5 separate regions of the Mus musculus genome follow, and regions 2, 3, 4 and 5 are each linked to region 1. A link is a contact called in public promoter capture Hi-C data. All regions are on one chromosome and are shown on one strand. Each heading gives the region's core, a stretch centred on a gene start, on an enhancer-like site or on the middle of the called end of the contact. The rest is flanking DNA. Distances are from core to core; before and after follow the strand shown.

Region 1 (6,261 bases), core at 1,630-4,129:
CACACACATATAATATATATGTAATATGTTATGTTATATTATAATTCTATTTAATATATTTATAATTATTTATACTATATAACTATATACTACATAGATATGTTATATTTATATGACTATATATATACGTATGGGTGTGAATGTATGTTTATATGTTTCCAAAGAGAAAGAGACTTCAGTTCCAGGAGACAAGTGGAATTTCTGACTCTTACTGTTTCCTTGGAGGGAGGCAAGCTCCACAATAGGTGACCTATCCAGGCTGGCCTCCAAGCCAAGAGTCATAAGGCAGAAGTACACTATATAAAAGTAGAGTTATAAATCAATGTTATCTGGAGACTGGGGGCAAGGGGGTAGTGCTGACCTAGTCAGGCTCACAGGTGCTGATGGGAGAAAGAGGCCTGTAAGAGAGTAAGGTCACAACTGACATCTGTCAACTTCCTGCCCCAGAGAGCTGCAGGGGGCTGAGGGATGACCTGATTTCTGGGAGAAAGAATCAGAGCCTGTGATCTATCAGGTTGGGCTTAGTAGCTAACCACACTTTTTGACCGTTCTGTGTACATTTAAAAAAAAAAAAATGTAGTGGCTACAGGACAAATCCAAGGTCCAAGGTCCTTTGCTCTTAACGTTGGAGTCTCTCCAGATCTCAGTATTCGTGCTTTTGCTTCTCTCTCTCCCCACTCACCCTAGGGCAAGACAGAGAGGTTAGAAGACCTCTTCTTCAATCCTAAGCACAAACTCCAGAAGTCGTAAGTAGCTTATGTGTAATAACACCAGCACTAGGAGGCAGATGCAGGAGGACCGCAAGCTTAAGAGACTGTCTGGACTACACAGCAAACCTTCCATCTCAAAAACAAAAACAACAAAAATATGGAGAGAAAAATATCACTCTAACTTTCCTCCACCTTACTAAGAACCCGCCACAAAGGCATTCTCTTAAGATTAGGGCTATGCCGCCACAGTAACAGAATGTTTGCCTAACATGCTAGCAAGACAAATCAATTCTCGGATCTATTTAGTCTGATATATCCTAAGACAATAATTCCAGAAAGGGCTTTGCCTATACACCAGAAGAAACAGCTCAATACAGGTCAGGCTGACTTTCCTGGCTCATTCGCTAAGCATTATGTCACACTCCTCTTGTCCAACCTCTTTTTTTTTTCTTTCTTTATTTTTTATTTTATTTCATTTTTGGTTTTTTGGTTTGTTTTTGTTTCCGAGGCAGGGTTTCTCTGTATAGCCCTGGCTGTCCTGGAACTCACTTTGTAGACCAGGCTGGCCTCGAACTCAGAAGTCCGCCTGCCTCTGCCTCTGCCTCCCCAGTGCTGGGATTAAAGGCGTGCGCCACCACCGCCCAGCCTCAATCACTTTTCTATACAACTGTCCAGTCTTAATTATTCCAAGAATGTGAACCGTTTTTGTCTTAGTCAGGGTTTCTATTCCTGCACAAACATCATGACCAAGAAGCAAGTTGGGGAGGAAAGGGTTTATTCAGCTTACACTTCCATGCTGCTGTTCATCACCAAGGAAGTCGGGACTGGAACCCAAGCAGGTCAGGAAGCAGGAGCTGATGCAGAGGCCATGGAGGGATGTTCCTTACTGGCTTGCTTTCCCTGGCTTGCTTTCTTATAGAACCCAAGACTACCAGCCCAGGTGGGTGGGACCTTGATCACTAATTGAGAAAATGCCCCACAGCTGGATCTCATGGAGGCACTTCCCCAACTGAAGCTCCTTTCTCTGTGATAACTCCAGCCTGTATCAAGTTGACTCACAAAACCAGTCAGTACAGTTTTCCTTTGGTCCGTGAATGTTTCTCTAAACTTGCCCGTCACGTATAACTTTGATTAAAAATCCTCCAGCATGGTTTCACACTCAAGGTGTGCAGCCCTCTGGACAGAAGCAGGTGGACATCTGTGCTTTTTGAAGCCAGCCTGCTCTACATAGCGAGTTCCAGGCCTGCCAGATCTATACAGTAAGACCCAGTCTCAAAAAACAAAAAGTCACATGTTTTTCCCTTGTTAATCACAGTGGCCTTTAGGGCGAGGAAGTATCACGTATTTTCACCCCAATACATCTGACCTGTATTACATTCGCCGGCTTGAGTGTCTGACTTCTCTTACAAATCTGATAAACTTTAACCTAACCCCCAAAATATAGACAAGCAGATAGAACGATGGACGAATGGACGGATAGATGGATGCACAGACAGACAGACAGTTGCTGCAAGATGAAATCAAACAAAACACTAACCAAGGGCGGGTTTTGGAACCCTCATTGGAACCACACACCCCAAGGGAAGATGAGGAACGAGGGTCTTGGCTCTGACAGCCTGGAACCTCCACTTTTGGGCGCCTCTGCAGAGAGGCGAGACCCGGTGCAAGGCACCGCCCCCCTGCACGTGGCACTCACCAGTGCACCAACACCGCGCGGCCTTCGGAGCGAGCCTGGCCGATGAAGGCCACGCAGCGATCCAGGTGGCTGAGCAGGTCGGTCTCGGGTTTGTCCAGCGCCGGCACGAAGAGGCTCCGGAGACCTTCGAACCCAGCCCCAGCCGGGAAAGCCGGTTCAGAGTCCACCGTCAGCACGGCGGTGATGCCCGCCTCCCTCAGATGGCCCGGTTCCGCCACTGCCGCTGCCCCACCCAGATACAGCCCGGGCCGCACTTCCACGGCGTGCCCTGCCGAGCTGGCGGGACTGGCAGTCGGAGCCTGGCGCTCGCAGCCATGGTTAGAACCCTGCGCTTCCAACATGGCAGAGCCAGGAAGCCAGGCAGCCGCTGCCCGCCACCAAGTCACCGGCTAGAGTGACTGACTCCTGTGTCGGAATAGCTCCAGCCGCTCAGCAGCGCCGTGGGAGGACCATGGCAATAGGGAAAATGACTGCTTCTGGGGAAGGTGATGTGAGCCGTGCTCGGGCTGTGTGCTTAAATAAGCTCCATTTAGAGCAGCTTTTCCACCCAACCTTCTAAAGTCCAAGGCAGAAAAATAAAGTCTCCATTCATCCGTTGCTGGTAGGACCACAAACTTGTACAGTCACTATGGAAATCAGCTTGGAGGTTCCTCAGGAAAATGGGAATCTATCTCAAGATCCAGCAAAGCCACTCTTCCTACCATTTGAGACATTTGCCCAACCATGTTGCCTATTGATGCCTCATAATAGCCAGAAATTGGAAACAACCTAGATGTACAACAGAAGACTGAATAAAGAAAATGTGGTACATTCACACAATAAGGTATTACTCAGCCATTTTAAAAAAAAAAAATAAAATTTGCAGATAAATGGATGAAACTCGGGAAAAAAAAATCATTCTGAGTGAGGTAACCCAGACCCTGAAAGACAAATCTGGTATGTATAAGCTTATATGTGGATATTAGCTGTGATAACTGATGTGTTAAAATAGAGGCTCGAGTCTGAACACAGTACACTGGGCCCAAACAGTTCCACGTGTAAGAATTTTATTGGGGGATGGGAGGGAGGTGGCGGCAGAAAGAGAAGTGAGGGAGGGAGGGAGAGGGAGAGATGGGGGCAGCTCTGGAGTGGGATGTTCTTCTTGAGGCTTTTGGGGTAGAGAGGGAAGAGCTTAGGCGGAGGGTAGGACTTTGTTGAGATATTTAGGGATGCTGTATAATAAAGCGTTTACTTATCTAAGCCTAAGTTACCGTGCTGTTGTAGCTGATCTGCCTTCTGTGATCCTCTGAGGCCAGAAACTACAGTTTCTGGCAACTAGCACCTCTTCTTCAAGCCACAAGAGAGATAGATAGATATGTCTATCTCAGCAGGAACTGCTGGGCTCTAACTTTCAGCCTGCTAGTCCGGTCTCAGGAAGAGAAGACACTTAGATAAATAATTATAGAGTTTATTACCAAGTTGTAAAAAGTTTCCTATGAAAGCTATCTAAGGGGAAAAGCAGAAAGATCCTGAGTGGGTAAAGGGAAAAATTCTCTAAGTGGGGAAAGGGAAAAGAATCTAGTCTAAGTGGGGAAAGGCAAAAAAGTCTCCTCTATTGATCTTAGCTCTCCATTGATCTTAGTTCTCTATGATTCTTTCGTGTCTCTTTGTCCTTGGTACTTATACGTCTTCCAGAATACATGATCACATGTTACAAGTTCATCACAAGTTCACACAAAAAATCAAATCATAAATTGAAATAGAAGTTTACAGCAGAGAATGTTTACATGCATATCCATTAGGAGTGATTATCTAGCTAAACATCGATCACCTGTCTCAGCTCCACAGGTTCACTGAAGGTTTAAATCCATAAGTTATAAAGTGAAGGTTTGTATAGATAAGCCCAGTTGGTATTTTATCTTCTGTCCTAGCACCTACAATAAATTGTTAGTTGCCTTTTAATGACCTTTGGTTAATTGTTTTACAACCTCTTGGAATGTGCTCTGAGTAGGAGAAGGTCTGGTTACCATCTAAGAGCAATTAACTGGTGATACTTGGGAGAATGACAGATTTCTCATTGCAGCTTTGACTATCAGAAAAGGACCTAACAGCAGTCCTGTTATAAAAGAGCTTAATAATCAGATATAATTTTAGGAATTCCTATAGGATCATCATGAAGACTTAAGTTATCTATTTGTCTATATAGCAACACGACAAGATCTTCATGGATCTGCAGAGATCTGCTCCAAAAGGGTGTGCTACTACTTAGTGATTGTTATATATATTTAATAGTAACAGAAAAAGCATATTAACAGGAAAAGCATATTAATAGCAGGAATCTTTCCTAAAATTAGTCCCTCACAGCCTTGCTTAATGAGGGCTCACCTGTTGCAGATTATATAATAATCCAAAGCAGGCCACTTCAGGATGATCATCTGCTTCCTATTATGGCTCCTGACAGAGTGGGGGGGGGAGAGAGAGGGAGAGAGAGGGAGAGAGAGAGAGAGAGAGAGAGAGAGAGAGAGAGAGAGAGAGAGAGAGAGAGAGAGAGAGAGAGAGGTGTTCCCTTTATTTATATGGAAAACGATGAAACACAGGTAAAAGTGGGAGATGAGCCAAGTAGATTCTGGGAATATGGTGCCTGTTGTCTTGGCAACATGTCTGCAGGTCACCCTGTCACCTATGTGATGTCATAGGTTTGGAGGTCCTGATGCCAACAATAACCAAGCTACAATCCACAGAATCAACTGAGCTTTAGTGTAGAGTAGGGGACAAGAGAGGAAAGACAGCTCTCCCTAGGAAAGGGAAATAGAAGAGTAGTTATGATGGGTTGGGGGTTGACTAGAACAGAAAGATCAAATGGGGAAGGGAAGAGAAAAGCAGGGAGAGATATAAAAGTAAATTTTATATGAGTGGGGTGGCATGAAAACCTAATGCAGTAGAGCTTCCTAAAATGTATATGTCTATGAAAGCAATCTAAATGAAATGTCCAAATAATGGGGGACACAGATTCCCAACTGGACATCTCTTGTCACCAAATGAAGCTTTTAGTGCCAGGACTGGGTTACATCTAATTGAGTTGTCAGTCAATGGGGTCTCATGGAAATCCCCAAACAATTCAAGCTGTTGCCAAGACTATAGGTTGCTCTCACCAACTGATGGCAGGGCTCCATTGCTGAAGACACCATCTACATATCGCACTGAACATGGAGAAGTCGAGCTGGCGCCTTCATAGAGCCTGCACCCATATATACTAGCGTCTTTGGTACAGGAAGGTACTATACACGCTACCAAAGGAGAAATGTAAACACCAACCCAGCCATAACCCCTTTGATCTACAATGGTGTCCTGACTGCAGAATATCCTAGTGCAATGGTGGCACAAGCTTGTGGCACTAACCAACCAATATCTGATTTGACTTAAAGCCCACTACACCAGATAGAACCCATACTGAACTCTGCTTGGGTGACCAGGAACCATGAGATTTGATAGCTGTAGTGGTTTGAATATGCTTAGCCCATGGGAAGTAGCACTATTAGGAGGTGTGGCCTTGTTGGAGTAGGTGTGGCCTTGTTGGAGGAAGTGCATCATGGTATAGGTGGGCTTTGGGGGCTCCTAGTGCTCAAGTTCTGCCCAGTGCAGAAGAGAGCCTCCTCCTGGCTACCTGTGGAGGATAGTTGCTGCTGCCTTTAGATCAAGAGGTAGAACTTTTGGCTCCTCCAGCACCATGTCTGACTGGAAGCTGCCATGCTTCCCGCCATGATAATGGACTGAACCTCTGAAACTGTAAGCCAGCCCTAATTAAATGTTTGCCTTTAGAAGAAAGAGTTGCCTTGGTCATGGTGTCTCTTCACTGCAATAAAACCCTAACTAAGA
Region 2 (6,261 bases), core at 2,809-5,308, 920 kb before region 1:
GTTTATCTACATCCTTCCCAGCATCCCCCAGCTCAACATACACACCAAAAGCAAAGCCAGGGCAACAAAATGAACACCTCTCTTGCACTCAGCCTCACCTACAACAGTGGTTCTCATCCTTCCCAATGCTGTGACCCTCTAGTACAGTTCCTCAGGTTACTTCATTGCTACTTCCTCGCTGTAACTTTGCTACTGTTATGAATCATAATGTAAGTATCTGGTAGGCAGAATATCTGATACGTGACCCGCTTCTGAAAGGGTAACATGCCCCTCCCCACAAGGAGTCTCTACCCACAGGATTAGAACCACTGATCTGATCTAGACTGTGGAAATTACCTTGAAAAGATGCCGCAGAAAAATGCCTTGAGGTTGAATTGTGGATTAGGCAGGATTCCAGCATTCAGATATAAGTAGTCTAATCTTTGAAACCTGCGAGTAAAATACCAAAAATGGCACTGTTAGAAAAGATGAAACAAAACTGTACTCCACACTATAACACAGAAGGCCTGAGGACAGAAAAACCCTTTCCAAACCAATGAAGATGGCCACAATGTAAACCTGGCATTACAATGGCTCTTCCTCGGCAGTGTCTCGAGCCACAGCGGACACCTGAGTATCTTGGCTCAGGGTGGTTCCAAAGGGCTTTGAAGTTAAATCTCTAGACAGAAATCCAACTGCAGCCCCCCAACCAAGCACGGGAGACCCCTCAAGCAAACCCATCTTCCTCCTGATCTATTTTACCAGTTCATATCCTCCAAAGCTGGCAAGTTAAAGTCACATAATGCCCAGCAGGTCTGCCGTGACCTATCAGTGCTGAAATCTGGATGACCAGGAATCTACCAACACAGAAGACCCAAGTGGAAACCACGCAGCGGAGCTCATGGCTGGAGACTACGTATCATAAACTGATTAAAGGTTGCGCTCTCACATACCCTAAAACCGTAAATGCCCTGGGGGGATTAGGCTTGCTTCAGAATATGTGTCATGGAGGAGTTGAGAAATGCAACCGTGAGTGAGCTTTTTTTCAGTTTTAAAACTTCATAGGCCTTAATGTACGCACACCCCTTAGGAAGTGGGGTCCAGGCAGGCGGTACCTGCTCCCGTGACACTCAGGCAACACTCATGCTCAGAGTGTCGCCCAGAATCTCAGGCACCACATCCTGTCTGCTTTGTGACCCAGGACAGAGCCACAGCTGATAAAACCAGACCTTGAAATATATTTGGTTGCCAATATGGATAATGAATCAGTACTTCTTGGTCATACAACAACCATATGGTTGAAATTATTAAAATGGCTACTTTAAGTAGTGACATTGTTGCTGCTTTAGCTACTATGTGTCATGCAGGTAAAGCCAGATTAGTTATCGCATTATCTACTTTACAAACTTTAGTAATAACACGTTATTTTGCTAGGCATGAAGAAGCAATGCTTAGTAAAGTGTGGATATTAAGCTCTGGCTTCAATCAAGCAGCATAATTAATATATTCAAAATTGAAAGGATTGCCGTAGTATCTCTCTCTGGATAAAACAGCATCACCATTTTGAATGCGTTCTAACAGGACGGAGAATACAGCAGAATACAGATCTAGTGTCCGACACAACAGTTCTTTTGCCAACTGGAAAGGGTAAATCCAAGTTCTCAGGGCTCGAATGTCATCACTATGTCAGACTCCCTCAGCACAACTTGTTCTATATATACTATATCCATTACCTTCCCATGTTTCCCTGACCTGTCCAGTTTGATTAAATGCCATGCTATACTACCACACAGGAAAGAAGAGTCCTTTTAAGCTATGCCCATTACCTTTGAATGTTTTCCTGCCCTTTCTCATTTGATTAATTTTATGACAGACAGCAATCTATGACAAAGAGACATACTTTTGCTTGACTTCCTCTGCACCCCGGACCACCGACTGCAGGCTGCTGACATCCATCTGCACGATGCTGACTTCGGCGGAGGGGTGAGAGGCCAGCAGGGTATCTCGAACAGCTCTTGCTTTGCTCAGGTTCCTACACGCCAAACACAGGTGGAGGTCATCGTCTTCTGCCAGCAGTCGACCGCAAAGGGCTAGCCCAATGCCACTGAAGGGAGAATTCAGGCACAAGCATGAGCTCATTGAAATGGTGTTAAATGAAGGCAGTTCTCTCTGGTTCAGAAACTTGACAGTGTCAATATGAGCTCCAATGAGAAATCCAAGCAGATAGAAAATACCCAAACATTATGTGAAGAAGGAATCTCCCGATTAGCCATGTTGATAAGCAACATCCAGTTGTTCCCCTCTAATATGGTTCAATGACACAGTGAGTGAGGGTTGGAGCACCTGTTAGGGTGTGATTTAATATATCTCTAGCAAATACTTTAAGGGGGGCCGTATTAGTTGTTTACCGTGTCCCCATTTTCTTGTGGTGCCTTGGTCCCGCAAAGGCAAGGGTTCTCACCACTTCTTGGTACTGTTGCTATTAGGAAAACTGTAAATCGCAGTAAGTGAACCAACCGGTGAGGTTTTGGTTTGGGTTTTTGTTTTTTGGGGTTTTTTTTTTGCTTTGTTTTGTTTTGTTTTCAGGAGAATACACAGTAGCACAGCTTGAAGTTAAATCCCTGTCAACTACTAAGTCACAGCAGAATAGCCAAGAGTTTAAAAAAAAAAAAAGCCCTCAATACAAGTAGACAGAAAGCAGAATCAGCAAGCAGATAGAGCCGAAGACAAAGAAGCAGGAAAGAGCAGAGCTAGGAGGCTTCAGATGCACTGGGTCACAAAGAGTGATATGAAGGTCGCAGCAGATGGGGCCCACTGCTGGTAGCGAGGCCATTCTGGGTAACAGTAAGTTCTCATGCAGACTGCCAGCAAAGGGAGCTCCAAAGTGAGTCTGGAATCCACAGAATCTGGCGGCCCTGCCAGCAAAGTACCAAGCAGATACCGGCCTATTCATCCTTACTTTAAATACCAACTTTAGTATAAGTTGCACACACCACAGTATATCAAAATCACACCAATTCAGGTCTGACTTCTACAGGCACTTTCCACTCGAGAACGGCCAAAACCCAGCTGACCTAAAGGAGAGCGCACACTAACAAAAAGCCCAAGACAGACCCCTCCACTGGTTTAGTTAATATAGATGTGATTGGGTCACTGAAACAGGCTTAAGTGGCATTTAACAAATCCTGTATTAATTCCTCAAAAAATAGCAATGTAACCAATTGGGGGTAGGAGGGGAGTTGGTTGGGTCCATCCTCCACACATTCTTCATCAACAAATGATAAGTAGGTCAAGGGTCAAATGGGCAAGCCTGGAATAACTTTGCTGGCATCTGCATCAGGATAAGCCTTAGTTGCTAGACTGGTCGTTCTGTAGGTTCCTGGAAAGAGTATATGAAAACATGCTGCAGGAGTGAAATTTCCTCATTGTCCTAAAGTTCATGGATGCTGACATTTAAACACCCCGAGTGTTTAGGTTTAAAGTGAACTGTGGGCACCTACAATTAACTACTCTCGGAGACTGACGGTCCCTAGAGAACAACTGTCCAGCATCACTGCCAGGCTGACCAGTCACTGGCGGTTTAGCTTTCCTTTCCACTGTCATGTTTAATTCAAAGCGCCAGCCACCGAGCACCGAGCACCAAGCGAGGCAGGCATGACCACACCTCTTGGAAAGCCAGGGAACGGGGTCTCTGCGGACCCCATCGAAGTGAATCACCGACCTGCGCTTCCCCCCGCATAGACTCCGGGGTTCCATAGGAGGTCTCACCTGCTCGCCCCGGTGATCAAAACCACCTTCCGCATCTTCCACGCCCTGCACCGAAGTAGAACTGCACCGGGGTTCTCTTAGCCTGAACCTTGATCCGTGACCACGCGCACCTCGACCAATCAAGGCTCGGCCCGGCTCCACCTCTCCTGCGTCATCCGGTCCGCGCGTTAGGCCCGCCAATCGCGACTCGGCATCTTCTCTCCACGCCCAGACCGGGTGAGGTGAGATAGGCCGAGGGGCGGAGCCACGTGACACAAGGGTCCTATAGCCAATCCAGGCAGTCGCCGCCCCCAGTCTGCGGCGGGGGCTTTGTTCTGAGTGAAGCAAGCGGGCGGCAGAGCTGGAGGTTTCACAAGGCTGCTGGGAGAGGCTTCGGTGCAGGAACCCAAGTCCAAGTTTGCTTCTTAGGATGTGTAAAGCATGGTCTTTAAGAAAGAGAACCTGGATTTCATTGAATTGTATTTATGTCGAATCACGAGTAAGTTAGCAATTTCAAGCTCTGAATGTGGAATGAAACCAGAGAATCTCAGAACGCTAAAGGAATGCGTACTGTCATCTCCTTCAGACCTCTCAGGTCGCTGTAATGAGCTTTATTTTCTCACTCTCTCTGCCTCTCTCTCTCTCTCTCTCTCTCTCTCTCGCTCGCTCGCTCTTTTTTTTTTTTTTTTTTTGTCTCCAAGCCATCCCAGATGAGTACTTTGGAGGGAGCAGAACTAGGTAATCAGGGAGGGGCAAATGCATACATTAAAACTCCCTTTTTTTATTAAGTTCAATTCGCATAAAAATACCCTGCGCAGCTGTTATAATCGTTATCCCAGCTTTCGCTACTTACAGATGATTAATATTGAGTGAAAGGACTAATACTCATATGATTGAACAAACTATTCCTCTTTCAGAGCTGTAATTACTAGGGATAGCCGTGATCCTAAATGATAACGTCTTTTCTGGGCTTTAATCTATATGTTTTGATTAATGATACCAACAAACTGCTAAAACTTAAGAAAACTGGTTGATCATTTCAACTGTTCTTAAAAGACAGTAACTTAACAAATTTTCTAAAGCCTTGAAGTGGAAAAAAAAAAAAATCCCTGATCTTGAGATTCCATACCCAAATGATCCTTTTTAAACCCTGGAGTTCAGAAGTGGCAGCAAAAGAACAGAGAAAACTGTGTGGCTCTCCCAAAGAAAGCTCACTTTTTAAAAAGAAATTGGAGAGCCTGGTGGGTGGGTTGGGTGGCAGACAGGTGTGTCCACACTGCACCCTAGGGTAGCATGAAAATGGCCCACCAGAAAACTGTAAACTTAATTAACATATTATGACGTTTATTTTGAGTTGTTTTTTTTTTTTTAAGTTCTCTTGTGCAATTATTAGCATGAACTCTGTGCATGAAAGCAACATCAGGAGTCTGCCTGGGTCCGAGAGGAGTTCAGCCTTACTACAGCCTCAGATGAGAACAGGAGTGGGACCAGCTCTGAGTTAGATGAAACCCAGAAGACTTCAGAGAAAGTCCTCTATCACTTCCAGCCCAGCCCAGTAAGGGAAACTGGGACTCTTCCTCCTTTTGTTCTACTCAAGTTGCTGCTTCCAAGGCTCTGTGACCGACAAGGGATGGACTGGACTATTAATCTAAAATGTTTAATTTTTAAAGTCATTTGTCATAGAGAGTCACAACCCCGAGCAATGAAAATATTTTTTAATTCATAGGTGAGTGTTGGGTTTTGGTTTGGTTTTGTTTTGTTTTTACCTCACTCCAAACTACTCATCTTGGGTTTGTGTTGTCCTGGGGTTCTTCAGTTGGGTACCAGAACAGTCTGGTGCACAGTGAGTGAAGCTATCACTGGCAAGCCTTGGCATGAGTTGAGCAGGTGTAGTTAACTCAACATTAATTGTGCTCCTTGTAATAAATCCATCTCTACCCTAAAGTCAGACCGTGATCGCTTTTCCTTTTAGGGGACAGTAGGTAAGGATGAGAGACATATCTTTTGCTCTGAGTACAAAGTTCTATTCTTGGTTCTTAGAAACATTCACAGAATAGACGGCCTCTAATTTGCAAACGGGACTAATGAATAACTTCCAGTTGGGGCTGTGTAGTTTCTCATGTTCATATTTTTCAATGCTCTTCCCTTAAAAAAAAATGCATTCAGTCTGGCTCAAAACTAACTGAGAGTTTTACCCAGTTCATTGGTGGTAAATGGTCATGTGTTACCCTGTGTAGGATCCAAGGACTCTAGAAGAGAAGGACTTACAGATGTGTGGTCACTTCTTTTTCAAATAGGAAGTAAATATAAAACTCTGAACGGAAAATAGTTTTCTTGTTCTCTGCAACTTAACCAGACCCATGCAAGTTGCTAATGAAAAACTGAATAGACAAAATTTCCATCCTCAATAATGACCTACATAATGAAACATGTGGATAACTTGTCTGTGTTGTTTGTGTATGTGTGTGCATAGATGCAAGCCATCACTCATATCTGCCATTAAGCCTCGGCAGTATGTGTTGGCAGCAGAATTAG
Region 3 (6,261 bases), core at 2,408-4,907, 720 kb after region 1:
GTGCTGGTATTAACGGTGTAAGTCACCATGGCCCAGCTTGAGGTTGGAAGAATTTTGAGTAGTATGCTAGTAAGAGCCCATGTTGACATCAAGATGCTTTTGGTAGAAATATGATGGTAAAGGCAGTTTCTGAAGACACAGAAAAAAATTAGGGACACTGTAGAGAAATCTAACATATGTATATTAGAATGAAATACATAGACTCAGAAAGAAAACAGGCATTGTAAGGAAATCTAATATATATATCTAATCATATATATATACATACACACACACACACACACATATATATATGGTAGAAATAAATCTGACAGCCTTTTGGAATTCTAATATTATATATATATATATGTAGTGATAGAAATGAAGACATTTAACATCTCTCTGATAATGTTTCAGAAATTATGGACATGCCATTAGAAATTGAAGAGAAGTGAATGCTTGCATAAAGTGGGATAGAACTTGGCTGAATTGTATTCTACTGTTTTGTAGAAAGTAGAATGTTTAAGTAACAAAATGTATTTCTAAGCAAAACATTAAAGGTAAGGTGCTGGGAAGATGGATCAGTGCTAGGAGCACTTTCTGCCCTCGCAGAAGACCACAGTTTGATTCCCTGTACTCACATTGGGTGGCTCACATTCACCTATGATTCGAGTTCCAGGGGGTTTGAACCTTCCCCTGTCCTTCACCAGCACCCACATGCACATAAACACACATCTACTCATACATAAATATTTATATTGCAAAACATAAGTAAGCACATCTAGGGAGAATGTGTGTGGACAAGGTTTGCTGAGGAGAGAGTACATGTGATTTATGGACTCTAGTGATTAAACACTACAAACTTAAGCTGAAGGAACAAAACTAGGGTAGAAAGAGAGTTGTCAGCCTTTTGGCTGTCTATAAGATAGTACAATGAGCTTCAGGACTGTAAGATCATGTTACCTATTGAGAAGAAGACACCAATGGCAGGGCTGTCCCTGTCACCATGTGTCATGTGGAATATAAAAATGTACCACCTCACGCTATCTCCAGCTACACTCTGACCCCAGTGATCTTGTGGCTTCCATGGCTAGCCCCATGGAACAACCGCTCATCTCGAGGTTTGTTGTTGTTGTTGATTTTGGTCACATTTCTAACCATCTGCCCCTGTGGTTAATGGTCACAAAGTTTTTAGAGATCAGTAGGGGATTGGTGGTGGTGTGGGGGTGGAAAATCCCCCAAGCTCTCTGGAACTCACCATAGATGTGCAGTGTGAACTCTTTATTTGTGGTGAGGATAACATTCTTTTGGTTTATCTGAGCATGGTAGGATCCTGAATCACTTTTGGTTAGGTTGCTCATGTACAAGGAGTAGCCATCTTCGCTGACTTTGAGTCTGCCATTATATCCTTTGTCCAGAATAGTTATATCTTTTTTGTAGAATACTAAAGCAAGAGCCTTTGGGGGACAATTCCAGATGATATGCTCAATCTCTGCATCCTTTGAGATGTTTAGGGAGAAAGTCACAGAACCCCCTAGCATCCCTGATATCACTGTTGGAGGTGTTTCCTTTCCAGAGGCTCCGAGCCCTGTGGAAACAGAAGAGGGACTTGGAGGAACAGCTGAACTCTTCAAGCCACCTTTCGTTCATTCACCCCATAAACATGGACTTATCACAAATTCCATATACTGAGAAATGAATGAGACCAGACATTCTCCTTCTAAGCCCACTGGCTAGCAAAGCCATTCATTCATTCACTTATGCATTCACCCACTCATTCACCAAACTCTCTTCCATGAAAGTAGCTATAGTAATCCATAAACCGTTTCTTCTAAACTTCTTTTCTAATTGGGAAATTACTCAGGCTATGACTGGGTGAATTTCTGAAGTTTTCTGAGAGTCAGCATATTGATCTGTAAGACTGATAGATTCATCAGAGCTACGTCATGTACAAGGGATATTCTGATAAAACTTCAATGAAAGCAGGTTGTTGCAAACTGTAAAGAGCTAGAAAAGCAAATGACATCATCTCTTTAAAAATAAGATGAATAGGACGATGCTTAGAGGAGTGGAGAGATGGCTAGGTGAGTGATAGAATAAATAAAGTCACTCCCTGGTAGAACCTAGATGCTCAGCATGGGGGGAAAGCTGTCACTAAGAGTCTAGAGAAATAACAGTTATTTCCGAGGGACTGTTCCATGCCACTGTGCTAAGCATGACTCTCTCACTGTTTTCAAGCTTGAAAATGTCTTTATCAGCCTACCTTCCATCATCTAGGAGATCCCAGACTGTCTTTGGCTTAGTCATGTCAAGCTTGGGGTTGGGCAGAGATGGTATCATTTGTTTTGCTTTGTTTTGGTTTTAAGTACAGTCCATATTTCTGATAAATATTGTTATCAAAGCTTTTAAGAGCTCAGGTGTTTGGTCAACACAACTCATTTTCCTATGAAGACTCTGCGGTATCTGTTGCATGACCCCAGTCTAGATCCCCCGATTCCAGGGCTCCTGAGGCTTTGTAGAGTACTCTAGGAATTTAGATCAAATCAGACAAGATCTGAATCCTGGCTACTTCAAGAATTCTGGGTGCAAAAATTATAAGATAAAAAGAAGACAAAGAAGTGTAGCTGTAGGGCTGGAGAGATGGCTCGGTGGTTAAGAGCACTGCTGTTCCAGAGGTCCTGAGTTCAATTCCCAGCAACCACATGGTGGCTCACAACCATCTGTAACGGGTTTTGATGCCCTCTTCTGGTGTGTCTGAAGAGAGCAATGGTGGTGTAGTCATATCATAAAATAAATAAATAAATCTTAAAAAAAAAAGAAGTGTAGCTGTAGCCTAAAGGGAAAGGAAGAGAAGAAGGAGAAGGAGAAGGAGGAGAAGGAGGAGGAGAAGGAGGAGGAGGAGGAGGAGGAGGAGGAGGAGGAGGAGGAGGAGGAGGAGGAGGAGGAGGAGTCACGTTGTCTAGGGTCACCTGGGCATATGAAGCTTCTATGGTCCAGGGGATACAAGAATTAAGACAGGAAGTAGAAAGAAAATCTAACAGTGTTTGTGCCCCCGGAGGCTGCAAGGTGGCTTGTCATCAGAAGGGTTTGCTCTGATTGCTCTGTGAATTTGTATACATTACACAGAAAACAAACCGGAGACAGTGAGTATGAAGGAAACATGGTTTGAGACTGGGCTAGAATATTACCTCCTCATGGTGATTCAATGTGTTTGTTCTCTCTCTCTCTCTCTCTCTCTCTCTCTCTCTCTCTCTCTCTCTCTCTCTCTCTCTCTCTCTCTCTCACACACACACACACACACACACACACACACACTGCATACATACTCTTACATATGTACAGTTCTCAAAATAAAGTATAGTTGCAGAGTACTTACCTAAGGAAGGTAATTTCCTGATTTTACCACAAGAATCTATCTTCCGGGCAGAAGCCCAACCTCAGAGACCGCGTGTAGCAAGCAGAACTTACCCATGAGTAGGAAGAGGAGAGGAATCCAAAGAATGGGAGAAAATATCTGCTGCTGACTCATTCTTGGATTTTCAGAGAGTGGACCTAGAGCCCAGTCACACCAATATCTCTTTAGATCCGCCATGATGGTGTACTTCCAGATTTCAAATTAAAGGAGATGCACTTACCACAACTTCCTGAAGTATGTGAGTGCACGCGCATGCGTGGTTTGTGGTGCACGGTTTGTGGCGTGTGTGTGTGTGAGTGTGTGCATGTGTGCATGTGTGTCCCAGGAAGAGCTGTTTATATTGAGCACGACAGACTCCTGCATCTGCTCAGACTGAGGGAGAGGTCCCAAGCACATCCAGATCCTGCAAGGAAATTGTAAACCAGTGCTGGGCTTCACTTGTTTCAGTATCAAAGATGAGCTCTAACCATGAATCTAAAGATGTCTACTAAGTATCCTCACTTCTGGACATTACTGTCCTCTTCTTGGATTCAGGCTGAGATTAGTGGCTTCTTATAGTGAATAGATGTGACAGAGCTAGTGATATGTCACTTCTGAATACAGGACAAGAGAAAGGCTGTGGCTTCCATCTCTTTCTTTCCCATTTCCAATTCCCCCATTTTCTTCTCTCCTTCCTCTAATTCATGTCATGTGTGTGTGTGTGTGTGTGTGTGTGTGTATGTATATGATATATATATATATATAATGTAGGTTCTACATAGGAAAGAAATTATGAATATCTTTCTGAACCTGGAATATTTCCCTCAATATAATGATCTCTAGTTCTGTTGATTTTCTTGAATGTCTCATTTTCTTTATAATTGAAGAAAAATGCTGTTTTGTTCGTATACGTCATTTTTCCTCTATTGATGAACATCTAGGCTGAGTCCCTAAGTTGGTTATTGTTAATAGTGCCTCAAGAAATGTGGCTGAATATCTCTGCCCTATGCACAGGGATTTTGATTTATGATGCAGAAAAGAATTTCAGGACAAGTCAGTCAGAAGCAAAGTTAGTTTAAATGAGAAAAGAATGTGCACTCTAAGAGAGATGGAATCCAGGGTGATGTGTACCTCAGTACCTTGGCAGTAACTATACATATCTGATTTTGTGGATTTTGGAGTTACATTGTTTGAACCATACAGGCTATACATGGGGTTAAAGAGTAAGTAAAAATATTCTGGTATGCATATTTTATATAAAACATTTTCCTTTTGTAGATGAGATTATGAGGTGGTGTGTAACTTTCATTGTGTCGGTTTCCAGATAAGAAAGGAATATTGACAAGATAAGAACATAGACCACAAGACTCAAGGGAATTCCCTCTGTGTGTGGGTGGCACAGAGGTCAACATTGTATTTTGACTGTAAGCATGATTCATTAATTGTCTTAAGAATCTTGGTTGTGGTATTTTCTCAGAAAGGGGAACATAAATCCTTTGCAGGCCATCTTACAAGTGGCTTCATGAGCTGTGTTGAGATTTTTGACTCTTAGCCTGTATGAGATGGGTGAGATGACTTATACCCAGTGAAGTCACCCTTTCTTGAGTTTTCCAATCAAACAACAGAGATTTCGTAAATCAATCAATTGATCAATGTCCAATGGAGAAATCAGCTTACTGGGTACATCTGGCTTGATCCAGCTTTAACTTCCCTCCACCATTATTCCACACCAGCAGTGCCTATTGCTCTAGATGTTCCTTGAATCCGTGAAAAGGCTCCAGGAAGTTCTTTTGGGGGGTAGTGTTCCTTCTCTATGGCTCACACTGGGGATTTTCCCCTGGTTAGGTCTAAGACAGCCATGGGTAGGGAAGCTGGGAGAAGGGTTTCCAAAGCCTTCCTCTGCCTCCTCTTCTTCTGCAGGGTTGCCTGAGTCCTGAGGAGAGGGATTGGATGAAGACAACCGAATTTGAGCTGAGTGTTTTCTGCTGTCTTGCTCTCGACACATTGCTTGGCTGTGGGTCTCTGTGTTTGTTCCCATCTTCTGCAGGAGGAAGCTTCTCTGAAGATGACTGAATAAGGCACTGATCTATAACCATGACAGAACACTGTTAGGAGTCATTTTATTGCTATATTCCTCTAGCAGAACACTAGTATTTGGTTCACCCCTAGGAGTCTGACATATTTGGTCTCAAATTCTTGGCCATCTATGCAGTGTTTGGGTATGGCTTCCATCTTATGGGGTGGGCCTTGGTTGGTTACTCCCAGAATCTGTGTGCCACTATGGCACCTGCATATCTTGCAGGCAGGTCAGGAATGTAGATCAAAGGGTTTGTAGCTGGGTTTGTGTTTACCTTTCTCCTTTGGTAGCACCCAGAGACCCTTCCAGTACCATAGGGGCGAAAGCTCTAGGTAGGCACCAGATCCACTTCTCCATGTTCAATGATCTGTGTAGGCTTTGTCTTCATCTAGGGTCTTACTGTTAGTTTGTAGAGAGCAACCTATAGCCTCAGCAGCAGGCATTCCTGATGCAGTTCCTGCTTCCTGGTTCCCAGCTTGCATGAGTTCCTGCCCTGGCTTCCCTTTACAATGACCCATAAAATAAAATAAACCATTTCTTCTTCATGTTGTGCTTGGTCATGGAGTTTGTTATAGCATAAGAAGCAAACTAATTCACCAGTAGAATAGCTTAGTCTAAGGGCCTGATAGCCATAGAAGTTAATAGTATTGATCCTAGTCCAAATCTAAAGGCCTGCGAATTAGGAGGTGTGGTGGTGATATGGTGATAACCTTGTCAGACATCAATGAGAGGAGAGACCCTTGGTCCTTTGAAGGTCCAATGCCCCAGTGTAGGGGAACGCCAGGCCGGGGAAGCGGGAGTGAGTGGGTAG
Region 4 (6,261 bases), core at 2,039-4,538, 710 kb before region 1:
AGTTCATATTTACACTCCACAGTAGGAGCCGAGTGTGTAAAAGGGCATGAGCTACGAAGAAACATAAAGTGGGCGAAAGGACTAAGTCCTAAGAGGCTCGGTAGTGGGAAACTCGGTGAGAAGCAGCACCCCTTGGGGAGGCGGGGGGGGGGGTGTTTATCTGGCTAACTCTTAAGAATACATATGAAGACACAAACCAAGCTTAGGTCCAATCGAAACAGCCCAATACGGTAACATGATACCATTCACCAAGTGTCAAGAAAAGGTTGACAGGACAGATTTAGGAACACATGGTGATTAGAGACTCCATTCTTTACTTTGGGTCAACTTCATCCACGTATCAAGCATCCAGAGAGAAACTACTGACTAGACAGCAAAGCACTAGTTCATAACCCTAGGGTTATGTGATCAATCTCTCATGGTAATCAACGGGGACAAATCAATCACGGTCGAAATGAACTCCTCCAACCAGAGGGGGACCCAAAGGTGAGGGAGCCAGGACTCCGAGCTTGGACACTTTCTAGGCTGTTACAAGGTATTTCAGCTGGGTGGTGCTGATGCTTGCCTTTAATCCCAGCACTCAGGAGGCAAAGACAGACACATCTCTGAGTTCAATGCCAGCCTGATCTACAGAGAGAGTTCCAGGACAGCCAGGGCTACACAGAGAAACCGTCTCAAAAAACCAAAAGAAAAAAAAAAATTCAGTTGACATCTAGGTTTCAAGAGTTATATCACTTTTTTTTTTCTTTTTTCTTTTTTTTTTTTTTTTTTTGGTTTTTCGAGGCAGGGTTTCTCTTTATAGCCCTAGCTGTCCTGGAGCTCACTTTGTAGACCAAGCTGGCCTCGAACTCAGAAATCCACCTGCCTCTGCCTCCCGAGTGCTGGGATTAAAGGCTTGTTATATCACTTTTTAAAAAAGCATTTAATAAGAACATGTACAAAATTCTCAAAAAATAAGACAGTAGGGAGAGGTAGATTTGTATTATTTTCCAAGGAATGATTCCCGGGGTCTCATGTTCAGCACTGTTTTTGTGAGCACTGGAGGAAGCATGTTGTAGTCAGATCACTAGGGACACATGCAACCAAAGAAGTCCCCCTAGTTTGTGGTTCCTTGCTCCAGTTGTCCCCTGCCCATCATTTGACACTGTGCAAATAATTTCACTTCCCTGGTGTATGTATTTCCTCATGAAGACGACCCGGCCTTTTTCATATATCCTGAAGATTAAAAAGCAAAGAGGCCTCTTCTACTAAAAGTACACGCACACATACTATGGTAAATATTAGGTAGAACTGTTCCTTTAAAAGTCATTCAAAGCTGGGCAGAGGAGGCTCACTCCGCTAATCCCAGCACTGAAGAGGTAGACAAATCTCTGTGAGTTCCCGGCCAGGGTGGTCTGGGCAGAGGCAGAGGCTGAGGCTGGTGGATCTCTGAGTTTGAGGCCTGATTGATCTACAGAATGAGTTTTAGGGCAGCCAGAGCTACACAGAGAAACCCTGTCTCAGAAAAAGGAGAAAGAGAGAGAGAGCGCAACCTAGCTAGCTAGCTCATTCAGTAAGTACTGGGTAGTACTTTGGGTGCTTGGAGAAAAACATACTCATGCAAATAAAACAACTCATTGTAAACTTTGATATCTGGTCCCAGAACACCAGCAATCCACAAATCTTATTACCAAAATCAAATCTGTCCATTTATGTGTTGTGTAACATTCATAATAAATACGGTTATATTTACCTGACACAGCGATAACCATAGTACTGCATCTCCTACTCATTTTTCTTGAGAGCTGTGTGTGTGTAACTAAATTCAAATGGTATACAGCAATAGAGAAGAGAATTAAAAAGACGTGGATTTTTATACTAAGAACAAAAGTCTGCACTAGAAATTATGACTAAATTTGGTGTGTGCCTACAACCTAACACACCTGGATCAACATACCCAACAAACCATTATCAAACATGCCTTTATTAGAATTTAAATGCCACATTAAGGACGTCCAGTATTTCCCAATTCCACCCCCACCTCTGCTGCTATATGTCCTCAGGGTGGGTTAGTAAATCGCTTTGGGGGGTGGGGGTGGGGTGGGGGGGACACATGGAGCCAGGCAGTGGCGGTACATATCTTTAAGGTAAATGGATCTCTGAATTCTGGGCCAGCCAGGTCTACAGAGTGAGTTCCAACAACCAAAGCTACACAGAGAAACCCTGTCTCGGAAACAAACAAACAAACAAACGAAACAGGAAAAAAGAGGGGAGGGGAGGGGCTGGGGTGGGGGTGGGGAGGAATGGTACTGAGACTGACTTGAGTCCTAACCACTAACTAACAGGACAGACTATGAAGTCTTTTCCCTCAGCCAAGTGAGTCAACTAATAACGAAATGGATAAATGCTTTTGGTTTGCTGCAAACTCTTGGATCCAAGCCCAGTGAACTTCACCTCCAAGTCCTTAAACTTGTGCCTCTCATAAATGCATGATCATTACCATCGGATATCAGATCTCATAGTATGCCGATGAAGGCCAGTCAGCCTTCACACCAAACTTTTAAAAAATCTTCTAGAGCATATGTGTGCTCTCAGCCTCACCGTTCCTCCAGTCCAACTGAGGGGAAAACCCTGAAATCTGAACCTCTCTCACTATCAGTATCAAGCGAAGGCAAGCGGGTCCTGTGCTAGTCACATCCCCCATTGGGATCCACTGTCCTGGTCGGAACTATCAATTCTTACCCTCGTGGGTTCAAAACACCCCAACGCGCTTTCCCAACAGTAACAGCGATCACTTATTCCCACCGGTGAACCCCAGAAGTGGCACAACTATGCCCGGGCCCTAGCCTGAAACCCTCCTGGCTCCTCTTCCCCCAACTCAAAAACAGCGCTGACAAGCGCCGGGAACTCCATCATCACCCAAGCCTCCTCCCTCAGGTCTCCCCCAAGACCCTCCGCGCGCGCATCCCCGCCCCGCCGCGACACAGCCCACGCCTCTCCGGAGCTCCGAGCAGCGGACGCCGAGCAAGGTGCGGCAACGCGTAGCCGGGTCCCCGCGCTAGGCATGGGAGCGCGCGCGTGAAGGGGGTCCCTACCTCCCTCGACAATCCCGCGGCTCCTTCGGCTCGGCTACTCGCCCGTGTCCCGCGCCCGCCTGGAATATATACTGTCATCCGAGGGGCCGGGGCGGCGGGGCGGGCCACGAGCAGCGGCCGAGGGGAGCGCGGGCCCCGGCCACCCGGCCCCTCCCGCCGCGGTGAGTGGCTGCGGCCCAGGGGCGGAGCGGAAGCCTGCCGGCCCGACACGTCAGCGACCGAGAACAGCCAAAGGGGCGGGCACCGGCGACAGGAAGGAGGAGCCTCTTTACGTCACTCAGACTCTTGCCCAATAGGATGGCCAAGGATCCTGTCAGTCTGTGGTACCGCCCCCCACGCACTAGCAGGGGCGGGGCCGGCTACGCGCGCGGCTTCGCGGGGAGGTGAGGCCAGGCGCCACCTTAAGGACAAACTGCAGGGCGGGTCCTCTCGGTCACCCGGGGCGGATCAGAGCGCCTGGTAGGGAGCGCGGCGCTGGCAGTGAGTCTTCAAGTGACGGATTTCCGAACGCCCACGGGTGTGGTTGGGAAAGACCCGCCGGTTTCTAGGCAGAGATCCCTCCAAGGCAGGCCTGTGACCTTAAGCTAGCTGATTTTGTCTCTAATTCTCCACATACCTGTTTGCCAGTGACCCGGGCTTCCTCTGCCATTGTCTTCGGAGTCTCTTGGGTGTCGACACAGCCGGGTTGCCTTTTGCACAGCGACTAGTGAACGAAATGCAATCAAAAGGGATTAGATGACCCGAGGCCATGCAAAATGTGCCAGTCAGGGAGAACCGGCCCAGAGAGCAAGAACTTAGCTAGGAGAGGAGAGCTAAAATTCAACTGTCCTGTTACAGCATAGGCAGCAGATGTGCATGTGCAGGCTATAATCTCAGTGTTATGAAGTTGCATTTATATTTAGAGCTATTATGTTGGGTTTTTGCAGGTTTTGAAACGAGAGTCCAATTTGTTGAGATGTCAAAAGCAACTAAATTTAACATATCAGGATGTTTTCCATCAGGTGGATAGGCTTCCTCATTTTACATTTTCAGTGTTTTCTTAGTCATTCTTGCGTATTCATTTTTAATCCAGACTTTACTATCAATTTATGTCATTTAGAAATATCATTTAACAAGGGGTATCATTTGTAAATAAAAACGTAGTTGCCCATCTGTTAAGGCACCTTTGTGGCTTTGAGAGATTAGATGGATAAACAGCTTGGTGGAACAGGATCAAGGAAGGACATGATATATTATTAGCAGTATTTGCTTGGCCTTAGCCTTGCATGCTCTCTGGAATCCTGTCAGAACGCCACGTCGCCTGAGAAGCTGTAAATGGCACCCACAGTGCTGTTGATAGTGGTAGGTGTGCCTTCCTGGAGCAAGACTAACAACACGGGTGTGTTCTCTAGTTTTCATACTTCCAGCTTGGAAAGTACCGAGTCTTAAGTGAAGAATTCAGAGCCTGCCCACAATGGGGTTGCCCAGAATCTCTTGACCTTCTTTATGTGTGCAAGTCCCTGGGGTAGAAGCATTCTCTTAGAAAGAAATTGGCGGCTACAGCAGTCAATAAAGAGCATATTGTCCAAAACGTATTTATTTATTGAGTTATTCTACAGTAGAACTTACAATAGACTCTACAGGGGAATCAAGAGTCTATTTCTTCAAGGGATTCCAATACAATGAGAGAGGCAGGGGAGAGACGTGCTCCTTCTTCCTAAGGGACGGCCGTGAGTGCAGCAGCAAAGGCTCAGATGAGCATTAGAGCTCAGAGAAAGCAGAGGCCTTAGCTTCAGAAAGGAGTGAGGGACCACCCAACACTTCTGAAGGCTGCCCTTTAGTTCTCTGCCTCCAAGGCTTTTGTTTTATATATATATATATATATATATACACACACACACACACACACACACTTGGAAATTTGAAGTGCCAAAAGGGAGTACCTGCCAAAAGGTACAGATTCTTAGTGGTGTGAGCTCAACTCAGTTTAAAAAAATAAATGGGTAACAGTTTTGTCTATTAGCTGGATAGGTGGACGGGTGAATGGGCGGACAGATACTTAGATGGGTATTATGAGACCTGGAAAGAAATGATCACCAACACTGAGAAATACACAAAACACAACAGCACAAGGACACGGTACAGTTGACAGAGGGAAAGGGAAAGGACAGAGTACTCGTGTACAGTAGTCGATGAGGAGTATTAGCTGAAAACAGATCTGGGGAAAATGAAAGGAGAAGCAGAAGAGTCACATGATGTGATAAAGCTACGGATAAGGCTGGGGATACAGCTCAATGATAAGAATAGTCACGTGTGCTAAAGCTACAGATAAGGCTGGCTATGCAGCTCAAAGATAAGAGCACTTGCTTAGGATATATAAGCTCAACCCCCAGAAACACACAGACAAAAAACGTTATATCAGAGTATGAGATGCTTTCTTTTTATCATAATATGTATTATACATATTAATGAGTTTCACTGGATTTCCATATATATGTATATATATATGTATGTGTGTATATGTGTGTGTATGTATGTATACATATATGTATATATGTATGTGTGTATGTATATATATGAATGAAACAGTAATCACCCTTCTCTACTCCCTTTTGAGAAAAGATGCTTTAAATGAGCCATTATTGTGAGATAATTTAAAATTTGAAAATATCATATATTAATAATAGGTTCTATGGTTTTAGGTAGATATATTTGGCTAAGTTATAAATTATTTTAACTTTGTGAAATACATTACTTACTTAACAGCTTGGCTTGACTGGTTTTTCTGAGTGACTTGTCAGACCTGTGCCAGTCTGCCCACGTTGCTTGTTTCTCAGAATCCGTTATAACCCACCTAGATTTTTTTTTTTTTTTTTGAAAAGTGTGTGGGTCCTTGGGGCTGCCACACCAAAAGGTTCTGTCCTGAACATGATGGCCTCAGTTGGTTCAAGGAGGTTTTTGCCAGCAAGAGGCACAAAGCACCAGGGCAGTGAGGCTCTTCTCAGCCTGGGTCACGGCAAGGCCTGAGCACTCATGACATTACTGTTCCAAAGGGTGCAGACAAGTGGGTGGTGCACTGACTAGCACTTTCCCTTTCTGCCGACAGTTCCCTAGGATGGGAGGACTTTGTTCTCTTGGGAGATGATACTGCCTTAGCTCACCACTCTTCCCAACACTTACATTTTCTTAGGTTAGGGTGTGTTTTGAA
Region 5 (6,261 bases), core at 947-3,446, 670 kb before region 1:
AAAAAAAAAAAAGAGTTAATCCAGTTGGGTGGGTCAATGACCTGTCTAAGGGCCTAAATGCTAAGAGAGGTAAGAGTCGTCTTAGTCTATGCTTTTCTCAAACACTTTCTGTTAAGCTCCTCTTCAGGCCTTTTGGCTGCCTGACCACTCCCCACTTCCCCTCCACACATGGCTGCCCTCCATGTTGCTTACCACAAGCGTCATCGCTTTTTCTCTATTTTATTTTCCCCTCCTCAGAGCAGTTACTGAGATTTAAGGCTTGCCTGCCCTGGGGTTTTTCTTTTAAAGTCTAATGAAAAATTCCTCGAGCGTTACCCCAGTGTCATTTGGCCACCAAGGCAGTAGGCACCCAAATCCCTGGAAACACTGGGAACTGAGCTCCGGGCCTCTGCAAGAACAGCAAAGGCTCTCTAACCACTGAGACACACCCACACAACCCCACCCCACGGATAAAAATGACAATGATAAGCAAGAAACTTCCACTATTCTTCCAGGGAGCGAGCATTATCTTTGGACAGCCGGGTTAAATAAAATAAAGTATGGCGATATATGGCACAATTATTCAACCTGTGTTTCACCAAGAACTCAACACTCAGTGGTGGGTGAATATGCCCTTAAGGTCTTAAGATAAAATTACTTTAAAAACCTATGATATTAAGTAACCCTTAAGAGCAAATTGAAGGTTGCCTGATCCAAAACAGCATTCTATGCTCATATATATATATATACATATATATATATATATGTATATATATATGTGTGTGTGTGTACATGTGTGTGTATATATATATATACACACATACATATATGTGTATATACATAGACATATGTATACACACACACACACATATATATACGTGTATATATATATATATATACACACACACATATTATATACATCAATTACAAATAACATTCTAATGTAATCACGCAAGAGATTCAACAAGTACTGAGGCATGCAAAAAATGTTCCTGTCAAACACCAAAGCTATAGTGATATACCGCTTAGTAAGATTAAGGAAAAAAAAGAAAAACACACTAGCATTAGGACATTCTATCAATGTAGTATTATAAATAAATAAATAAATAAATAAATAAATAAACAAACACTTTCTTCAAGCTACACATGGGTTCTATTTGCCAAGATCTATGACGCTTCTTTACTAACCAAAGTTATAACCGCTTACAAGCTCTCTGCCTGTACGTGGATTAGCAACGAGGACTGCTTCCATATATCTGTGGCCCAAACAAGCTTACATTCTAAATCTCTGAGTCATGAAAGTCTTACTGAAGCAAACGCTGTGCTCTTAAATATCACACTTCCATTAACTTCTAGGTAACACTGGGTTCCCTCTCCCAAATTCACACGAAATATGTATTTTTTTTTCCGTTCTCAGTAGTATGTCATTTGATGTCAATGATGGCACTGGATGCCCTAGAATATTTTCCATTTGGAAAAGATGCAAAATTTTCCACTCAAGACATGACAACCTGGCAAACTCATGCCTTTCACTTTCTAACTACCGGATGAAAACCTAAGCAAACTGGACTTTACTAAGCATTTGCTATGTAATAATCACTTCCACCGTATACCTCAGACAGCTGCAAAGGAAAGGTGGACTGAAAAGGGACCTGCATCGCGTGACAACTAGTGAGGCCCGATCCTCTCCTCCCACCTACAGGACCAAAGACCGGGGGCCAGGCGGAGGACGCTTATGCTTGAGCCGGGACATGGGCAGGACATGGGGGACAGCCACAATTACCGATGTTCCTGTGACCCTGCAACTGCTCCAGCGCCGCCCTCTCTTTGCGGAAACCATACTCCGCGGCCGAGGCCGCAGCCCCGGTGGTTCCCGGAGGCAGGAACTGCTTGAGGGCGCCGGGGGGCGAGCCCGGGGTACCGCAGCACCGCACCCGGTACACCGAGGCCGACGAGCCGCTGCCCAGGCGGCTCTGGACCTGCCACAGCCGCCCGAAGGCCTCCAGGAAGCGCGGCGGCTCGGCGCCCCACGCGCAGCCGGACCCCGCCATGGTGCGGGCTGGGCCGAGGACACGCGAGCCGACACGACGCGCCAGGCAGGCCCGCGGCGCCCGCCGTCACATCCCCGCCCGGACCCGCCGCTCCGCAGGGAGGGGCCTGCAGCGCTCCGACCGACTCCCCGGACCTCAGGCCGCCATGACACCGGAAGCCGGAGTGCACTCGGACCCAGCCGGAAGTGGGGGAAAGCCAATCCTAGAGGCTGAAGGAGGCGGGCCTAAGAGGGGCGGGGCCTCCAGGGGGAAAATTGTTTAGCACAAAACAACTGAGATATTAAACTTAATTATTAGAGATGGGGTGTAGCACAGTAGTAAAGTGCTTGCCTTGAATGCGCAAGGAAGGCCCTGGCTCCAGCAAAATATATGATTATTGATTTTTTTGTTTTATTTATCTTTAAAGAGTTATTATATTTGTATTTATATATTTGTGTATTTGTTCCTCATGTGTGCAGAAGTCAGAAGAAGGTGTAATATCTTTTGGTGCTGAAGTTACAGGAGATTGTGAGCTGCCGGGTTTGGGTGATGGGAACCAAAGTCCTGTCCTGGGGAAGATCAGTATTTCCTCATAGCCACTGAACTGTTTGTCTCTTGTGCAGCTATCTTATTTTCTATTACCTATTGTTTCAAGCTGAAAGCTACGTGCTTTCACATCTTCCTGATATCCATCATTACCACCTCCCTTTCTAATATAACTCCGATTTTCTTTGGAACAGTAATATACACAAAAGAAATACCTGGCCTCTCTCAGAAGTGGCTGTGACCACGCCCTCTCTCTAGTCAATAAGACCTTCCTGCATAACTAACAAGGATTTATTGGAAGATCTAACTTGACTCACTTAGATGTTGTGTTTTCTTCCCTGTTACTTCCTATCTCCTGCTTAAGAAAATAAGCGTAAAGCTAAAGACAGATTAGTTGGGGCTAGAGAAATGGCTTAGCAGCTAAGAGCACTGACTGCTCTTCCAGATCAGGGTTCAATTCCCAGCATCCACATGGCAACTCACGAGTGTCTATAACTCAAGTCCCAGAGCATCTGGCACTCTTACACAAACATGCAGGCAGAATTTCAGTGTATATAGAAATAAATAAATCTTAAAAAGCAAAACAAAAAATAAAGACAGATTAGTCATCCTGTTTATGAAGCAACTGAGAGAATAAAAGCAACATATTAATATATTAATTGGATGTGATCTATTGTGCCAAAAAGCCCAAAGTATGTTGTCTTAGATATGGAAGCATTCCCTTCTACAATTAATAATGCAGGGTTCTGCCAATCTCAGTGGACTTTTATCTTTGTGACCTATGTGTTTGCCTTGTCTTTCAGCATTTCATGGTTTTGAGAATGGGGAAAGAGACCAAAGAAGCACAAAAATAGCCAAAATGGTACTGAGTTTTCTGGTCGTATCCCATTAGCTAGTGCTTACCTAGTCATATGACCCAAGCTAGCTCCAGACAAGCTAGAAAATTCACATAAAATTCATAACTAATGGAAGAAGAGGAAACTGGGTGTATAGGGACAAATAAACGCAAGTCTAGATCATTCATGACCCAGAAGAAATGCAAAAGGTTTCTGGATCCTTGACAGCTTGGTAGAAATCCATTGTGCTTCCTAAAACCATCCTCCAGACTTCTTACTGGGGGGGGGCAGGGTGCCTATTTGATTAAAGAATCTTAATGTTTTAAAAACACAAGAGCTTTTATGCATATAAATATGCACAGTGTAGCATTTACCACATTAGTCATTTTTAAGTGTATAGGTAATATAAAATATTTTGACCTTGTGCAAACATTATCAACAAACATCTGAGGAACTTGTTCCATACATCTTGTAGAAACTAATCTCTCTTCTAATTAAACAAGCTGCCAACTCCTCTTTCCTTCAGCCCCTGACAATCTACCAGTTCATTTTAGTTCTTATATCCATAGTCCTCTTGTTAGTCTACTTGTTAACTTGTGTTAACGCAAGTGGCCATACAAATCACCATTCACAAACCACTCAGATTCACACAGATAACCTCATCATGACTGAATACAAATAACAGCTCATAACCCGAGGACCACTAACTGACCAAATGACATGAGATGAAGAGGGAGTGGGGCTTGACCTTAGCATCCACCATGCTCCAATTTCAGAAGGAAGTAGCCAGAACTAAAGTTGGCAACTGTGAATCATTAGGTCCCCATCTCCTGCTACTAGCTCTTCTACAAAGTCTTTTATTTAAGCAAACGGTGTGGGATATTGGATCACAGAAGCTGATTTGGTAGAGAGATAACCATGCCTTAGATCCTGTCTTGTGCACACACACACACACACACACACACACACACACACAGAGCTGCTAAATTCTTAGCATGTAGAAACTTGAAGATGATGTGAGACAATGGAACTAACTTCCTAAACTATGGATTTATATTCACTAATCTGTTAAATGCAGAGACTCCCTCCCTGTAAACCTAAGTTCAAATCCAGAGCACCTATGTAAAACAAAACAACCAAGCATGGGAGGCATGCCTGTAACCTCAGTGCTAGTAGTAGGACCTGTAGGGGCAGGAGGACAGCTAGGACTTGCTAGAAGTAGAAGAGGTGGTGCACCATCATGAGTCCCAAGAAAGAAGATATGTTTGAGCCCTCTCAATCTGATCTGCCCCAGCATCTGAGAGTGGACTGCCATCATTACAAACAATCTAAATTCCAGTTATGCTTATTCTGTGACAGGAACATGGTATTTCTTTCAGTCTCCATAACAACCCATTAGTGTTTTATAGTAGGAGAAATGGATACTGAATTTGGAAGTCATGTGTTTAATGCCATGTGCATGACGAAAAAGTCAAAGACTTAGGGTTAAAAGCTGAGCAGTTAACTCTGGAACCGATTCTCGCCTATGCTTCTGAATATAAATAATATTTTTATGTAAGGCTTTTTGGTTTCTTGGGGCAGGTGCTAAAACCCAATTTTGCTATTTACCAATGCTTCTACCAGAAGTTGGAGAAGAGAGCAGCGAGACTGGGAAGTCATTTTCCTTGCCTCCACATAGACAGATGGTCGAGTTTTTAAAAAAGAGGACTAAGATTCCTCACAAGCTCTCCTCATCCTGCTCTGCCACATTTTAAAGGAGTGAAAAATACAGTCATTCTCTTCCTCATTAGTATTGCTATGTGGGGTGGGTAGAATAAAAAAATTTATTCGTGCATATCAAATTATTGTTCTTAAGAAAATCAATCATTCTTGCATTAAGCTCTGCTCTAACATAGTCAAAAGAAAAGACTGCCTACCCTCTCTCTCTGCCACCCACCCCTTCCCCATGAAACAAACACATCAGAAAAGATATGCCATTAAAGTATGCTCAGTACCAAACAGACCATGGTGGTGCATGACTAATTTACCCAGCACTAGGGGTTTCCTTGGTTTAGCTCACCATCTTTCCCCTGCTTATCAACACTCCAACCACAAGGTGGAGACAAGAGCAGGGAGGTTAAGAACTCTACATCGCTCAAAAAGTACAGTAAGTCTCAGAAGAGACTTGAAATTTTTATAGGGTTTAGATTCACATAGATTATGGGGACTTTATAAATTGGACTAGGTATGTTTTGTATTTATGGCTATAAGCCTACTGGGGCCAGGGATGTGGTGATTTGAGAGAAATGATTTCCATAGGCTCATAGACAGTGGTACTAGTAGGAAGTGTGGCCTTGTTGGAAGGGTATCTTAGTCGCTTCTTGTTACCTGCCTATTCAGTTGTAGAACTCTCAGCTCCTTTTCCAGCACAATGTCTGCTGCATGCTACCATGTTTCCCACCATGAGAATAATGGATTAAACCTCCAAGCAGTATCCCAGCCCCAGTTAAATATTTTCCTTTATAAGAGTTGCTGTGGACATGGTATCTCTTTGCAGCAATAAAGCCCTAAGACAATTAGTATCCTTAAGTAAAATAAATATGTAAGAGTTTCCTTTTTCCTGTAAGAGATTGTGTTTCTACAACTGAGGACGTGAATTAAAGTTGTCTTTTGATTGGTTGGTTTTTATTTTAAAAAGTCTTTTAAAACATGTAAGAAAAATCAGTGCCCAAGATTGAGGATCAGATACAAACAAACAAACAAACAAATATCCAAAGACTTCCCTGCTTTAGTGAGGGATATGGTCTCAGGCCTCTGTGGAGGGCCTGGGTCATCCCTGTAGATGTTACCGATGACTCTGCTTCGTCTGGGGAAAAAAATGGCCTAATTGG

The links. Promoter capture Hi-C pulls out the DNA fragments that hold promoters and counts their contacts. Capture Hi-C pulls out chosen DNA fragments and counts their contacts.
Region 2: a contact with region 1 is called in a promoter capture Hi-C map of adipose tissue. The contact joins the promoter of 3110045C21Rik here to the promoter of Dusp12 in region 1. A contact is called at or near these places in 1 of 39 promoter capture datasets (cranial neural crest), 1 of 115 datasets of contacts at active chromatin or transcription factors (astrocytes) and 1 of 9 other capture datasets (adipose tissue).
Region 3: a contact with region 1 is called in a promoter capture Hi-C map of pre-B cells, with 3 times the contacts expected there. The contact joins the promoter of Ly9 here to the promoter of Dusp12 in region 1. A contact is called at or near these places in 1 of 39 promoter capture datasets (pre-B cells) and 1 of 115 datasets of contacts at active chromatin or transcription factors (bone marrow-derived macrophages).
Region 4: a promoter capture Hi-C map of the HPC-7 cell line shows a contact between it and region 1. The contact joins the promoter of Uap1 here to the promoter of Dusp12 in region 1. A contact is called at or near these places in 7 of 39 promoter capture datasets (the 3T3-L1 cell line, the HPC-7 cell line, cranial neural crest and 3 more), 1 of 484 Hi-C or Micro-C datasets (uterus) and 1 of 115 datasets of contacts at active chromatin or transcription factors (the SCID.adh cell line).
Region 5: a promoter capture Hi-C map of second pharyngeal arch cranial neural crest shows a contact between it and region 1. The contact joins the promoter of Uhmk1 here to the promoter of Dusp12 in region 1. A contact is called at or near these places in 13 of 39 promoter capture datasets (the 3T3-L1 cell line, the HPC-7 cell line, cranial neural crest and 8 more), 3 of 115 datasets of contacts at active chromatin or transcription factors (astrocytes, embryonic stem cells and extraembryonic endoderm stem cells) and 1 of 9 other capture datasets (adipose tissue).

Annotation. Positions count from the first base shown.
Region 1 is chr1:170,882,661-170,888,921 of GRCm38.p6, forward strand. It overlaps Dusp12 (dual specificity phosphatase 12), which reads right to left and starts at 2,880. Exons shown (of 6, transcript NM_023173.2): 1 at 2,407-2,880. The coding sequence starts at 2,747.
Region 2 is chr1:169,965,351-169,971,611 of GRCm38.p6, forward strand. 3110045C21Rik (RIKEN cDNA 3110045C21 gene) reads left to right here and starts at 4,059. Exons shown (of 3, transcript NR_040438.1): 1 at 4,059-4,225; 2 at 5,100-5,452. Hsd17b7 (hydroxysteroid (17-beta) dehydrogenase 7) reads right to left here and starts at 3,855. Exons shown (of 9, transcript NM_010476.3): 1 at 3,748-3,855; 2 at 1,880-2,083; 3 at 337-429. The coding sequence starts at 3,782.
Region 3 is chr1:171,603,753-171,610,013 of GRCm38.p6, forward strand. It overlaps Ly9 (lymphocyte antigen 9), which reads right to left and starts at 3,658. Exons shown (of 10, transcript NM_008534.3): 1 at 3,448-3,658; 2 at 1,238-1,567. The coding sequence starts at 3,571.
Region 4 is chr1:170,171,676-170,177,936 of GRCm38.p6, forward strand. It overlaps Uap1 (UDP-N-acetylglucosamine pyrophosphorylase 1), which reads right to left and starts at 3,289. Exons shown (of 11, transcript NM_001305045.1): 1 at 3,075-3,289.
Region 5 is chr1:170,213,211-170,219,471 of GRCm38.p6, forward strand. It overlaps Uhmk1 (U2AF homology motif (UHM) kinase 1), which reads right to left and starts at 2,197. Exons shown (of 8, transcript NM_010633.4): 1 at 1,763-2,197. The coding sequence starts at 2,030.